Regions from separate parts of the Sus scrofa genome. Here region 2 is linked to region 1. The links are chromatin contacts, called in public HiChIP or PLAC-seq maps. All regions are on one chromosome and are shown on one strand. The core of a region is the stretch at or near the end of the contact, and the rest is flanking DNA. Distances in the headings are between cores, read along the strand shown.

Evidence for each region. HiChIP or PLAC-seq counts read pairs in DNA pulled down with a chosen protein or histone mark.
Region 2: an H3K27ac HiChIP or PLAC-seq map of alveolar macrophages shows a contact between it and region 1, with 7 times the contacts expected there. The contact joins the enhancer-like site here to the promoter of RNF169 in region 1. A contact is called at or near these places in 1 of 5 promoter capture datasets (fetal skeletal muscle), 5 of 47 Hi-C or Micro-C datasets (blood, embryonic fibroblasts, fetal skeletal muscle and 2 more) and 1 of 2 datasets of contacts at active chromatin or transcription factors (alveolar macrophages).

Annotation. Positions count from the first base shown.
Region 1 is chr9:9,065,691-9,072,918 of Sscrofa11.1, forward strand. It overlaps RNF169 (E3 ubiquitin-protein ligase RNF169), which reads left to right and starts at 4,086. Exons shown (of 8, transcript XM_021062509.1): 1 at 4,086-4,627. The coding sequence starts at 4,126.
Region 2 is chr9:9,211,461-9,218,688 of Sscrofa11.1, forward strand. The region is part of intron 9 of XRRA1 (X-ray radiation resistance-associated protein 1); the gene reads right to left. Among named protein-coding and RNA genes, the nearest start is that of SPCS2, 65 kb to the right of the region's middle. Within about 2 kb of position 2,866, at least 5 of the 83 cell types and tissues checked have an H3K27ac peak or open chromatin away from gene starts, as enhancers often do. A contact at or near this core is called in alveolar macrophages, where this site is marked.

The DNA of each region.
Region 1 (7,228 bases), core at 2,836-5,335:
GACAGCATTTGAGTGTGTGCGTCCTCCTTCCCTTGCTGGGCTGTGGCACAGGAGGGGACTTAGAGAAAAAGCAACACTGGGGCGTCTTTTACACTGGGCTGTTGGACTAAGCTTCTCCGATTATTGCATAACTTAGGAAGCAGTCCTGACAAGCATTTTCAGGTGACACTTCAGAAGCAACAAATCAGGGAGTTGTCGTGGTGGCTCAGTGGTTAATGAATCTGACTAGGAACCATGAGGTTGCGGGTTTGATCCCTGGCCTTGCTCAGTGGGTTAAGGATCCAGCGTTGCTGTGAGCTGTGGTGTAGGTCTCAGACACAGCTCAGATCCCTCATTGCTGTGGCTCTGGCGTAGGCCGGTGGCTACAGTTCCGATTCAACCCCTGGCCTGGGAACCTCTGTATGCCGCTGGAGCGGCCCTAGGAAAGGCAAAAAGACAAAAACAAACAAACAAAAACAACAACAAATCAGTATCTCAGTCAGAGTACTTTGTTGCAGACAACAGAAATTGTGAGAAATGTAAGGGGGAAAAAAAAAGAGGAGTTCACTCAAAAGATGCAAAGAGTTGACAGGGAGGCTGGAGAGCGAGGTGGGGAAAATGGGTTGTAACCTAGGAAGGCCAGGCAGCAGGCATGACAGCTAAGTTCATGCCTCAGGAACAGTCTGGCACGGCGGCCATCCCCTCAACCCCAGCCCCCAAGGGACCCACCGTGATTGGACGCCTCCTCTCTCTGTTCCTGTGAATAATTCTTAACGTGTCAATATGTCCTTGTGTCATCTTCTGAAGATTCAAAGTTCAGAGAGGGGTGGCCAGGCGGCCGAGCCTAGGTCACATGTCATGTTCTGGCTGCTCCAGGGCACGGAGAAGCCTAGCTTCCTGGTTTGGCTTCCCTCATCTCAGCAATACTGTGTAGAATGAGGCATTCCCCTAAAGAGGAAGAAGTTTAGGACACCAGTGGTAAGCGAAATAATACATCCACCATGCCCCCATCTTTCAGCCTGCTTTCCCCAGCCAGTCACACTCTTTTGTAAGTTGTCGAGTGTTTTCGTTTCTTTGTTTTTGTTGCTTTGTTTTGTTTTTTTAGGGCTGCACCCGAGGCATATGGAAGTTCCCAGGCGAGGGGTTGAATCAGAGCTGCAGCTGCCGGCCTGCACCACAGCCACAGCCATGCAGGATCCAAGCCGCATCTTCAACCCCACACTACAGCTCCCGGCAACGCCAGATCCTTAACCCACTGAGTGGGACTAGGGGTCGAACCTGCAACCTCACGGATGCTAGTCAGATTCACTTCTGCTGAGCCACGCTGGGAACTCCGTAAGGTGTCCGTCGTGCTCATGATCTCAGGCTCCCAGGCTTGACACTTTAAAACCATCCTCATTGCCCTCCCTTTCTCACGTGTGAACAACTCTCCAAGTGTTTTAGATTTGCCCTGCCTTCTGCCAGAGCTCCTGCTTTAGTGAGATTACTTCAGCAACAGCATAAAGGAAAGAAGAGACTGGAAATGGGGAGTCAGACTTCTAGAATGTTAGAGCCAGAAAGGACTTTTGAATTTATTTATCGTAGTGGTCTTATCTAGACATATACATTAGAATTCCTATGGCATTATAAATATTTACATGCTTGCATCCCACCCTCAGTTTTGGGGCTCAGCAGATCTGAGAAGGGACTCTGACCTATGTCTGTATACGTGTGTGCATATGTGTGTGTGTGTCTCTCTCTGAGGTGCATTCCGGGTTGAGAACTGCTGAATCCCAATACCCTTGTTTTTGTTTTTTGTTTTTCTTTTTTTGTCTTTTTGCCTTTTTCTAGGGCCGCTCCCTCAGCACATGGAGGTTCCCAGGCTAGGGGTCAAATCAGAGCTGTAGCCGCCGGCCTACGCCAGAGCCATAGCAACGTGGGATCCGAGCCATGCCTTCGACCTACACCACAGCTCATGGCAATTCTGGATCCTTAACCCACTGAGCAAGGCCAGGGATTGAACCTGCAACCTCATGGTTCCTAGTCAGCTTCGTTCACCACCGCACCATGACGGGAACTCCCCAATACCCTTGTTTTACAGATAAGGTGACTGAGGTCCAGAGAGAATTTTTCTGTTTGAGATCATACGAGTTAGTGCGAGGGAGAAGGTGGCCACAGGTGATTCTCCATCTCCTGGGTTTTGGTCTGGTGCTACTCAGAACTCTTGCTTTCTCCCTCTGCACAAAGACATTTCCTCTCTTTGTGTGAAGGCTACATTTTGGTGGTTCTCCACCCGTAAAGAGACTTCAGACTAAGAGCCCCAGCTTGTCAAGAGTGAACAGCTCACCCCATGTCTGATGGTAATTGGCTTGATATCTGGACCACAGGCCTCCCCTGTCAAAATGTGGGCAAAGAGTCCTCAAGAACCTCAAGTGGGACGTGAAAGAAAGAGGATCCCTGGAGAAAGGACAGTCTGGCTGAGGCCATGCTTCTGTGTTTGGCAGGATGCTGATGGTCTGGGCCTCTGTGCACACAAGCTCTTGCTTCAATTACTCATTGACCTTCTTCTGTTCTTGACCGTGCTGTAGCCATCTGGTTCTCATTTTGGGAATCCACGTCTTTTCTCTGCTCTCTGACTCCCACCAATCACTCTGCCTTGGACTGGTTTACTATCAGCTCAGGCACTGTTTCCAGGCAATCTCGTGGAAACCCAGGGTCTCTGATGCCTTCCATTACATGATGCTGGTTTTTTTTTTTTTTTTTTAATTTCTCTCTCCTTACAAAACTTGTGCATTCCCATAAAGATTCCCAACAGGAAATGCCATTTCTTTAATGCCTTCCTGCTCCAAATGTACTTTATTGAGGGGAAAAAAAAAAAAAAAGCAAAGAGTGGGAGAATTGCTGTAGCAAACCCATGTCTCTATCAGAGAGAAGCCATTGCTTCTCCCATACCCTCTGTGTCCCAAGAGCGGGCTGGCACCAAAGTCTGAGCACCTCACTCGGTGACTCAGCCAAGAAGGAATGGCATGGTCAGAGCTGTCCTTTAGGAAGCGACTCTGAGACCTCTGAAGGATGGATTGGAGGAAGAGTCTGTGGGCTGGGAGACAATTCATAGAAGCCGCTGCAATAATCTAGGTAAAAGATGATGACACGTGAATTGGGCAGTGGGAATGGGATGAAGAGGAGGGGAGGGGTGGGAAAAGGGTCATTTTGGTGGGAGAACTGGCAGGACTAGGAAACCGACAGATGTGGGGGATGAGGCAGAAGTAAAGATTACCAGGTTTGGCGCTTGAGGAAGTGGGAAAATAGTGCCTTGAATAGAATGAGGGAAATAAGAAGAGCTGTTTGGAAAGGAGGGTGGGAGACAGTGACTTGAGCACGTGAGGGATGCAGGCATCCAAGATGATGTTTCCCTCAGGCAGTTGACTATGCAGGGCTGGGCTGCAGATACCCATTCAGGAGTTTCAGCTGGAAGAAAACGGGGGTACGGAGGGGGCGGGGGCCGTGGGGATGGGCACTGCACGGAAAGGAGTAAGGAGAGGACTGAGGCCAGAGCCTCGAGTAATACCCACACTGAAGCCGAGAACAAGGGAGAGGGCTCAAGAGCGGAATCGAAGAGCTGAGACGGTGGGGGTAAAACCAGGAAAGTGTGGTTTCGCAAACCAAGGGAGGGAAGTTTCAGGAAGGGATGTGGAGAGAGAGGGTATGCAGAGATGAGGACTGACAAGAAGCTGTTATTTTTGGCAGTTAGTTGCTGGTCCCAACAGCTACCGCCCATCAAATGAAGCACGGAGGCAGGGTTCTGGATAATTCACATAATCCCCACTCACGTCAGCCCGTTATCAGAGTATTGCAGGGTAAACAAGTGTCATTGCTTCAGAAGGTTTAATGTTGTTCAGCGTTTACACATAAATTCCTCAGTTCTCAACTTATTTTGGTTCAATAAGAGGAAATTGCCAAAGACTGGAAAGCGAGGCTGAAGACAGGAGAGAGGAAGGATAACTAATAAATATTAACGCGACTTCACCTCCCGCCAACCCGGTCCCGGGCGGGCCTCCTCTGGAGCCCCGCCCCTCATGAATATGTATATGGCGCTGCCCGCCGCGCACGGCCCCGCCCTCTACTCTTCTCCCTCGCAACGGACTCTGCCTTCAAACGGGAAACAAGATGGCGGCGGCAGGTCCGAGTACTCGGGCCTCTTCCGCGGCGGCAGCGGCCGCTCTGAGTCGGCGGGGTCGGCGGGGCCGCTGTGACGAGATGGCGGCAGCCAAGACAGGAACCCCAGGCCCGGCCTCCGGCCCCGCGCTGCTGGTGCTGCCGCCGCCGTTGCTGCAGCCGCCGCTACCGCCGCGGCCGGAGGAGTCGGGCTGCGCCGGGTGCCTGGAGACCTCGGGGGAAGCGGCGGCTCTGCCCTGCGGCCACTCGCTGTGCCGAGGCTGCGCCCAGCGCGCCGCCGACGCGGCGGGCCCCGGCTGCCCGCGCTGCCGCGCCCGCGGCCCGGGCTGGGCCTGCCGTCGGGCCCGCGACGACGAGCAGGCCGACGCCGAGGTGCTGGGCGAGCGCGCCCGCCGCGGCCCACCGGAGCGCTGCCGCCCGCGTCGGGACGGGGGCGCGGCCGTCGCGGGGCCCAGGCCGGAGCAGGAGCCGCGCGCCGCGCCCGCGGAGCCAGGTGGAGCCTCCCCTCCTCCCCTTGGGGTCCGGAGCGAGGCCGCGGCGCCCCGGCCCGGCCTGGTTAGCGGGTGGCGGGTCCCAGGCCCTGCTCGAGCGGGCGTGGAGAGGTCTCGAGGGGTTGCAACCGGGCGCTGCCCAGGTGCGGTCTGTTTGGATGAATTTTGAACTTCGCAGCGAAGTACGGGCAGGATTTGGAGGGGCGGTGAGGGGATCCCGCGCTTTACGTAAGTCGGAAGTTTGGAGGGAACCGGAGCCTTCTTGGAACAAGTTAGGGCCAGGTTGGATTTGGCGAGTGGAACGGGGTACCGAACTTGGCAGGGGCCGTGGAGAATCAGAGAAATGCTTGCTTGGTTTAGTGTTTGGTGAGGAGCTTGGCGTGGCATTGCTTGTAAGGATGCGACTCCTGATCCTGAATGGGTCAGTGAGAAGTGTGGAGTGTCCGGAGTTTAGGGGACCGGTCGATTTTGAGGATGTGAAGGGAGCTTTTCAGACTCGAGGGGAGAGTGGGTTGCGAGAATGAGCTCACATGTGCAGTTTGCACAGAATCTTGAAAAATGCATGCTTAGCACAGAGCCTGGCACCGAGCAGAAACGATACATGATGGCATTTATAATAACACTAATAATCTCTAGTAGAGCTCTTCAAGAAAAAGGTGGTTGGGGGTTAAAAGTTTTGCAAATGGAGGTTGGTTGGCGGGGGCTGTCTCCATGGCAGCGTAGGTTTCCGGTTATTATCCTGGCAATTCAAAGTTTGTAGTAGGACTGTTGCTTTCGACTTCTTTGCCTTTCTTGCCCCACCCCCGCCAGCAGCCTGCCACTCTTCGGTGCTGAGCTTGACATAGCAAGTGCCCTGTTTAAAACACAAAACAAATCAGTGTTATAACTCGGGACTCTCTGAGACACACCTAGTCAACATAACAGCTAGAGTTCTTTGATAAAAGCTTGCCTAGGAAGAGATTTTCAAGAAACATAATCAGGAAAGGCCAGATACTTGTACCTTTGTGGTGAGAGTTCTGCCATGGGTTATTTTCAGTAGCGAAAAGGAGGCATCGCTTGTGTATGAACGTGCACTTCCCTAGAAACTGCAGGTTCCAGGATGCAGTCTCTTTTGATTCGAGCAATCAGACCCCTGCCACTGTCCTAGGATACTTTACTTTTATTTGTGTCTTATTGTCTTTGGTCCTTATTATGTCTTTTAAGTTTCATAACAGCCTTATGAGATAAGTATTTTTTGTTTCCATTTTACAGATGGAACTGAGGCCAAGAGAGGTTAAGTAACTTGCCCAAGGATGAAAACCCATTTTCATCTGATTCTTGCTCAGATCAGGGATGAAGGCCTCCACAGGCGTCATCTAATTGGTAGATGCCATGTGATGATCTCATATGCTATTTAATTTGCTTCAAATTCCGAGATTATGGTCAGAAAATAAGAGTATTTCTCCGGTCCCCCTGCTAGTGCTGTTGACTGTGTGGTCCAGGAGGACAGACATTTCTGTTTTTATTTCCCAAGCCTGGACCTCCCTGTGACATGGCAGTTCTGAGATTTGAACTAGGAGAGGGTGTATGGCTCGAAGATGTGTACACACTTTTTCCTTGAAGAAATTTGTTTATCAGTACTTAAGGAAAATTATATAAAATGAGATTCCAAAATAGGATCTATTGATTCATTTAGTAGCCACCAACTACTTTGTAAGTTTATATAAGGAACATAAAGAAAAATATTTTCCTTTGGCTGTTCTTATTGTTGGATCATTGAATATATAATTGCATACTTGTTAAGTCAAAATATTGCTGAACAGTGTTTAGGAATCATCTTCTAGCTTTGGCAGGTTGTCTAGGCCTCTTGAGGTTATATGCAATATTTTTTAATTTAAAAATTTAATGGCAATTTACATAATTTAAACAAAAATACAAGAAAATATACAGTGAAAAGCTTCCTTAGACTCCTTTTTTCATTTCCCGTTTGCATCAAATTTTCATGTTTATTCTTCCTCAGTTTCTTTATGCTTACATATGGAAATTCAAATATATTTTTTTGATGTTCTTACATAAAAGGTTATGTATTATACATAGTATTCTGTAACTTGCTTTTTTAATATAAGTGATGGATATCTTTTCCTATCAGTACATAGGTTTTTTCATTTGACTTAACAGTTGCAAGGAATTTCATTGAATGGACATAACATTTTATTAACCATCTGTTGGTGGACATTTGGGTTGTTTCCAATCTTTTGCTATTATAAATTATTGTTTATAAAGTTATTATAGGAGTTCCTGTTGTGGCTCAGTGGGTTAAGAACCCACCTAGTATCTATGAGGATGCAGGTTCCATACCTGGCTTTGCTCAGTGGGTTAAGGGTCCGGCATTGCTGAAAGCTTCAGTTTAGGTCACAGATGTGACTTGGATCTGTCATTGTGTGGCAGTGGTGTAGACCAGCAGTTGCAGCTCTGATTCGACCCCTAGCTCTGGAACTTCCATATGCTGCAGATACAGCCCTAAAAATAAAATAAAAAATAAAATTGTTATATAACATTTTTATGAAGAGATCACTTGAGGCTTTCAACAGATTCTCAAAGGGTTGCATGAAAAAGGGTTAATA
Region 2 (7,228 bases), core at 1,616-4,115, 140 kb after region 1:
GCCTCGCTCAGTGGGTTAAGGATCTGGTGTTGCCGTGAGCTGTGGTGTAGGTCAAAGACACGGCTGGGATCCAGTGTTGCTGTGGCTGTGGCAGAAGCCCCAACTGCAGTGCTAATTCAATCCCTGGCCCAGGAACTTCCGTATGCTACATATGCAGCTGCAAAAAGAAGAAACAGTTAATCTGAATAGACCGATCAAAAGAAAAAAAAAAAAGAGAGAGAGAAAAAGAAAGAAATGGTTAATTTGAATAGATCGATCACTGGTGATCACTGGTAATGAAACTGATCATGTAATTTAAAAAAAAAACTCCCTACAGACAAAAGCCCAGGACCAGACAGCTTCACAGGCTAATTCAACCAAACATACAAAGAAGAAATTATATCCATCCTGCTTAAACTTTTCCAAAAGATTGAAGAAGGGAACTCTCCTCATGGGTGAACAAGAGGGAGAGGCTCAGATGGAACAAAATGAGAAACTTCGCTGACAATTCTCCAGAGCAGCTCACAGGATGGGCACAGCCTGACCACCAAAGGATGGCCATTTTCACAATCCATTCACGGCCACCAGCCCAGATTTCCAGATGCCAAATCCCACGCAAGCCTGATTCTGGAAAACGGCCTGCCCCGAAATCAAGCCAGGGGTTCCTGGGTCCGGAGTTCAGCCTCTGGAGCGTCCAAAGGCTGTCAGACTCCAGAAGGTCTGTCAGAGTGTTTAGACTCTGGGCTAACAAGTCTGAAAGGGACCCGTAGAGGTGACAGCAGAAATGTGTCCCCTCCATCAAGCAAGACACATTGGACCGAAGGGTCAGAGGCAGCCTGTACCTGACCCCTCCTCACTGGGCACGTCTTTGGGGTTCCACCATTCTAACCCCACCTCCAAGTCGGCAAGCGCCAACGCAGACCGGCCAATGGGCTCTGCCAGCACTGTGTCGCCCTCTAGAGGCTGTTTCCTCTAAGCACAACTCAGAGCCCTTCCATCTGACTCACTGACTGGGGCTCAACATGATCTGAGCACCTGACAGCCGGATTTGACTTACCCTCTTCCACTAAACACAATCACTTACAAATGGGGCTATGTCTCTTCCAAAGGCTCCCCAAAACTTAATCCTCCATATCCAACATCACCACTTTAAGTCAATCAGCTGCACCCACTAGAAGAAAACCTTTTTTGTAATTATTATTATTTACATGTATACATTCTTTTTTCTCACATTACATGTTCCATCAGAGTTCCCAGTGCTATATGGCAGAAAACCTTTCTAAATTAATAAGCACCCCCTTACTTTACATGAACTGGGTTTAGCTGAGGTTCTTCCCTCAGGGGTGAAGGACAGATAGGAGATGCTCAGGTGGGAGGGGGATCAGTATTTAAGGGGAGAACTCTCCAGAGATAGTTCTGAGGGATGGGGCCTGCTTGTGCACCAAAGGGCCTTAGCTTTTGCACAGCACCAGCCCAGCTTTCCAGATGACTAAATCCACACAAGCCAGATTCTGGAAAAGTGCCTGCCACATACTCAGGATGGGTATATCCAGATGCAGACTTCTGCCTTTGAAGTATCAAATGGCAGGCAGACCTCAGACAGCCTATCAAACTGGCCACTGGTCTGCCCAACCAGTGGAAGTAACCCCCAGATGTGAAGGCAAAACTATGTCCCCTCCATCAGGTAAGGCCATTATTATTATTATTATTATTATTTTTGCTTTTCAGGGCTGCACCTGCGGCATATGGAGGTTCCCAGGCTAGGGGTCTAATTGGAGCTACAGCTGCCGGCCTGTGCCAGAGCCACAGCAACGGAGGATCCTTAACTCACTGAGTGAGGCCAGGGATGGAACCTGCAACCTCATGGTTCCTAGTTGGATTCATTTCCGCTGAGCCATGATGGGAATTCCAGGTGAGGCCATTTGAACCTACAGTTAGTGTTGGCCTATAACCAGCCCCTTCTTGCTGGGATCCTTGGGGTTCCACCATTTCCCTCTTGAACCCCATCTCTGAGCTTGGACTGACCCACAGAGCAGCTGCTGGGCTCAACCTGTGCTCGGGTGCCCTCTAGTGGCCATTCTAATTGCAACTCAGAACCCTTCCTATTCCCCTGAGCAAATACTGTGGCTGAATTTGACTTGAGCACCTGGCAGCCTGATTTCCTTTTTCCTCTCCCTCTGAGCACAAGTGTGTGCCTTATTGAGGGGTGTAGTTCTCTCTCAAAGACTCCCAGGGCACTCAGTCCTTCTTATCTAACACCACTACTTTAAGTCAATCAGCCAAACCCTCTTCAAGTCAGCTAAGTGGCTTTAAATTACTCGGGCCCCCTCGTCACTTTCTTGACCTTGTTTTAGCTAAATTACTTCCCTTAGGCGTGAAGAACAGAAAAGAGAGGCTCAGATGAACACAAATAAGGAACTTGGCGGGAAAGGCTCCAGAGAGAGTTCACAGGGAAGGAAGCCGTGTGCCATCAAAGAACTTCCACTTTCACACATTCTCTATTCAAATCTGTAGTCCCGAGTTCCAGAGGCCAAACCCCCACAAGCATGATTATGGAAGACTGAATTCAAGCCAGGTATTCACGGGTTCAGAGTCATGCTTCTGGAAAATCAAAAGGCTATCAGACCCCAGGCAGCCTATCAATGTGTCCAGCTACTGGGCTATTCTCCCAGTCTGGAAGTGACCCACAGATGGGAATGCAGAACCGTGTTCCCTCCATCAGGCGCGGACATTTGAACCTGAGAGTCAGAGGCAGCCTGCAACCAATCAGACCTCAGGGCGCACTACCTTGGGGATCTCGCATTCCCATCTCCAACCACATCTCCGAGCTTGGAAAGGCCAACACGGAGCCCCGTTTGGGCTCAACCTACGCTCTGGCGCCCTCTAGCGGCCCTTCCCTCTAACAACCACTCAGAAGCCTTCCTTCCTAGGACCTGATCCTACACTGTGGTTGAGTCTGACTCAAGGGAACCTGATTCCTTTTTCCTCTCCCTCCGAGCACATGCAACTGCTTTACCGAAAGGTGGTATTTATTTCTCAAAGTCTCCCAGTAAACTCAGTCCTACATATTCAATACCAATATTGTAAGTCTATCAGCTGAACCCATTACGAGTCATGAAAAGTCTTTAATCAGCTCTTCATTTATGTACGTGAACTTGATCTAGCTTAAGTTCATTCCTCAGGGGTGAAGGACAGACGATATAGGCACAGATGAAAGAAATAAAAGATTTGGAGGGAGCGCTCTTCAATCCTTCAACTTTTTTTTTTTCTTTTTAGGGCCTCACCCTGAGCATATGGAAGTTCCTAGGCTAGGGGTCGAATCAGAGCAGCAGCTGTGGGCCTATGCCCACAGTTACAGCAACGCAGGATCCAATTTGCGTCTGCAACCTACACCACAGCTCACGGCAACGCTGGATCCTTAACCCACTGAGCGAGGCCAGGGATGGAGCCTGTGTCCTCATGGATCCTAGTTGGGTTCGTCACTGCTGAGCCACGACAGGAACTCCTCAACCCCACTTCTTTAACTCAATAAGCCAAAGCCACTTCATGTCAGGTAACAGGCTTTAATCGGCCCCCTCTTTATTTTCTTGAGCTTGTTTCACCCAAGGTAATTCCCTCAGGTAAACAACAGGTACCACAGGCTCAGATGGAACAAGAATAAGGAAATTCTTCTTCCTTAATAAGAAAATCTCTCCAGAGATAGTTCCCAGGGATGTGCACAGCCTGACCACCGAAGGACTACCAATTTATACGATTCATTCATGACCACCGCCCAGATTTTCGGATGCCAAACCCCACACAAGCCTGACTCTGGAATCTTGCATGCGGAAATCTCAAGTCAGGTACTTCTCGGTCCAGATTTGCTCATCTGAAGAACGGAAAGAAAGGCTATCAGACCCCAGACAGCCCATCAAAGTGTCTGGCCCTTGGGCTACGTGACCAGTGGGAAAGTGACCCGGGGGAGTGAGGTCAGAACTACTGTCCCCTCTATCAGGTGAGGCGATTGGGTCTGGAGAGTCAAAGGCAGCCCATGACCAACACGCCTCGCCGGGCACATCCTTGGGGCTCCGCCAGCCCACTCTGCGGCCCATCTCTGAGCCCGCAGAGCCGAGCGCAAACACAGAGCAGCAGGTGGGCTCTGCTGGCGCTCAGGTGCCCTTGGGCGGCCTTCCCTCTAACAGCTCAGAGCCCCTCCTCCTGACTCCCCGATCGTTCACTGGGTCTGACCTTGACCTGAGCACCTGACAGCCTGATCTCCTTTCTCCTCTCCCACTAAAGCAGAACCAGGTTCTTTGCCAAAGGGTTATTTCCCTCCCGGAGTTGGAAGGAAACTCAGTCCTCCATACACAACTCCACTATTTGAAGTCCCTCAGCCAAACCCAGTACAGCTGCTTAAGTCTTTCATCAGCCTGCCCCCGCCCGTCTTTATACACGAACTGGATTTAGCTCAGATTCTTCTCTCAGGGTGGGGAACGGAAGGGAGAGGCCGAGATGGAAAAATAAGGATCTGGGGTGAGGACCCACCATGGATGGTTCACGGGAATGAGCACGGTAGCCACCAAAGGACCACAGCCGTTACACACGCCATGCACCACCACAGCCCAGCTTTCCAGAGGCCACAACGCACACAAGCCTGATTCTGAAAAACAAGATGCCCAAGCCAGGGACATCCTCGTTCAGAGTTTTGCCTCTCGAGAATCAACTGGCAGTCAGACCTCAGCCTGCCAAACTGTCCGGCCAGTGGGCCACGTAGGCACACAGACCTGAAGGCAGAACTATGTCCCCACCATCAGGTGAGGCCAACTGAACCTGAAAGTCAGAGGGGCCTGGACACAACCCCTCCTCGCCGGGCACGTCCTTGTGGTTCTGTCATTCCAGTTATGAACCCCTCCTCTGAGCAGGGACGTGCCAACGGGTGCAGCAGTTGGGCTCAACCTGAGATCCAGCACTTTCTAGCTGCTGTTCCCTCTCACGACAACCAAGAACTCTTCCTCCCGACTCTCTTAACATACACTGGGGCTGAACTAGACTTGAGAATCTGGGAGCCTGAATCCTTCTTCCTCTCGCCCTGAGCACCTGCAACTGCCTCACAGAGGGTGTGTTTGTCTCCCAAAGTCCCCCAGGGCACTCAACCCTTCCTATCCAGTACCACTCCTGTAAGTCAACCCACTTCATGTCGATAGTCGGCTTTAAATTACTCAGCCCCCTTTTAATTTTCACGACTTGGCTTAGCAATGGCACTTCCCTTGGGACTGAACCACAGGATGGACAGGTTCAGACGGAACAAGAATAAGGAGGGTTGGGAAGAACTCTCCAGAGACTGTTCACAGGGATGGGCACAGCGAGCTCGCCGAAAGACACCATGTTCACCCAGTCTGTTCACGACCATCGGCCCAGAGGTCCAGACGCCAAACCAAACAGAAGCCCAGAGTTCCCGTCGTGGCGCAGTGGTTAACGAATCCGACTAGGAACCATGAGGTTGTGGGTTCGGTCCCTGCCCTTGCTCAGTGGGTTGATGATCCGGCGTTGCCGTGAGCTGTGGTGTAGGTTGCAGACACGGCTCGGATCCTGCATTGCTGTGGCTCTGGCGTAGGCCGGTGGCTACAGCTCCGATTCGACCCCTAGCCTGGGAACCTCCATATGCCGCGGGAGCGGCCCAAGAAATAGCAACAACAGCAACAACAACAACAGACAAAAAAAGACAAAAAGACAAAAAAAAAAAAAAAAAAAAAAAAAAAAAAAACAGAAGCCCGATTCTGAAAAACTGGATGCCCAAGATTCAAGTTAGTTAGAATCTGGGTCCAGAGTTCTGCCTCTAGAGAATCACAAGTCCCCAGAGAGCCCATGAAGTGTTGGCCACTGGGCTCCCGACCAGGCTGAACATGACCCATAAAGGTGACCTCAGAAGGATCTCCCTGTATCAGGCCAGGCGATTTCCACCAGAGGCAGAGGCAGCCTGTAACCAGCCCCACCTGCTTGACACGTCCTTCGGGTTCCCCAATCCCATCTCGAACCCCATCTCTGAGCCCCAAAGTGCCAACTCAGAGCAGCAGGGAGGCTCTGCCAACACTGCATCGCCCTCGAGCTGCCGTTCTACCAACAACAACCACGACGCTTCCTCCAGCTCCTCTGCACAAACACGGGCTGAACTCGAGCACCTGGCAGTCCCATCCCCATCTTCCTCTCCCACTGACCAAAGCAACTGCCTTACAGCAGAGCGTATCTCTCCCCCGAAGTCTCCGAGGGCACTCAAGCCTTCTTATCCAATCCACTTCTTCAGGTCAATCAGCCGAGCCCACGGCAAGGCGGGTACCGGGCTTGACATCAGCCAGCCCTCCTCTTAATTTTCTTGACCTAGTTTTAGCTACTGTACTTCCCTCAGGGGTGAACAACAGGAGGGAGAGGATCGGATGGAAAAAATAAGGAATTCTGGGGAGAACTCCCCAGAGATAGTTCACAGGGGTGGGCACAGTGAGCCCCCAGGGGACCACCACTTTACACAACCCATTCACGACCCCCATGGGGTTTCCAGATGTCAGACCTCACGCAAGTCTGATTCTGGAAAACTGCATGCCCAAGATTCTAGACAGGTGTTTCTGCGTCCAGAGTTCTGCCTGTGGAGACTCCAACCGCTGTCCGACCCCAGGCAGCCTGTCAAAATGTCCTGCTGTTGGACCACGCAGCCGGTCTGAAATTTGGACTAGAGAGTCAGCCTGACACCAACCCTTCCTCACCTGGAACGCCCTTGGGGCTTTGCTATCCCACTCTCATGTCCCAGCTCAGACACTGAAAGTGCCAGAACAGAGCAGCAGGTAGGCTCTGCCAGCGCTCTGGTGCCCTCTAGTGGCCATGCCCACCAACAACAACTCAGAGCCCTTCCTTCTGTCTCCTGAACAAATCACAACGGCTGCGCTCAACTTGAGCTCCTGACAGACAACCTGATTTTCTTTCCTCTTCTCCAATACGCATAATCAACTGCCTTAGAGAGGGGGTCATTTCTTCCTCAAAGTCTCCCCGGGCACTTGCTCCTCTCTATTCAACACTGCTACTTTTAGTTAATGAATTGAACTCACTCCGGCTTTAATTAATCAGCCCCTTTCATTTTCCTGACCTGGATTTAGCTAAGGTACTTCTCTCAGGAGTGAAAAAATAGGAGAGAAAGGAGTAAGGGACTTTGGGGAGAACTTTTTAGAGAGAGTTCACAGGGATGCGTACAGCGTACCCGCCAAAGGACCACCTGTTTGACACA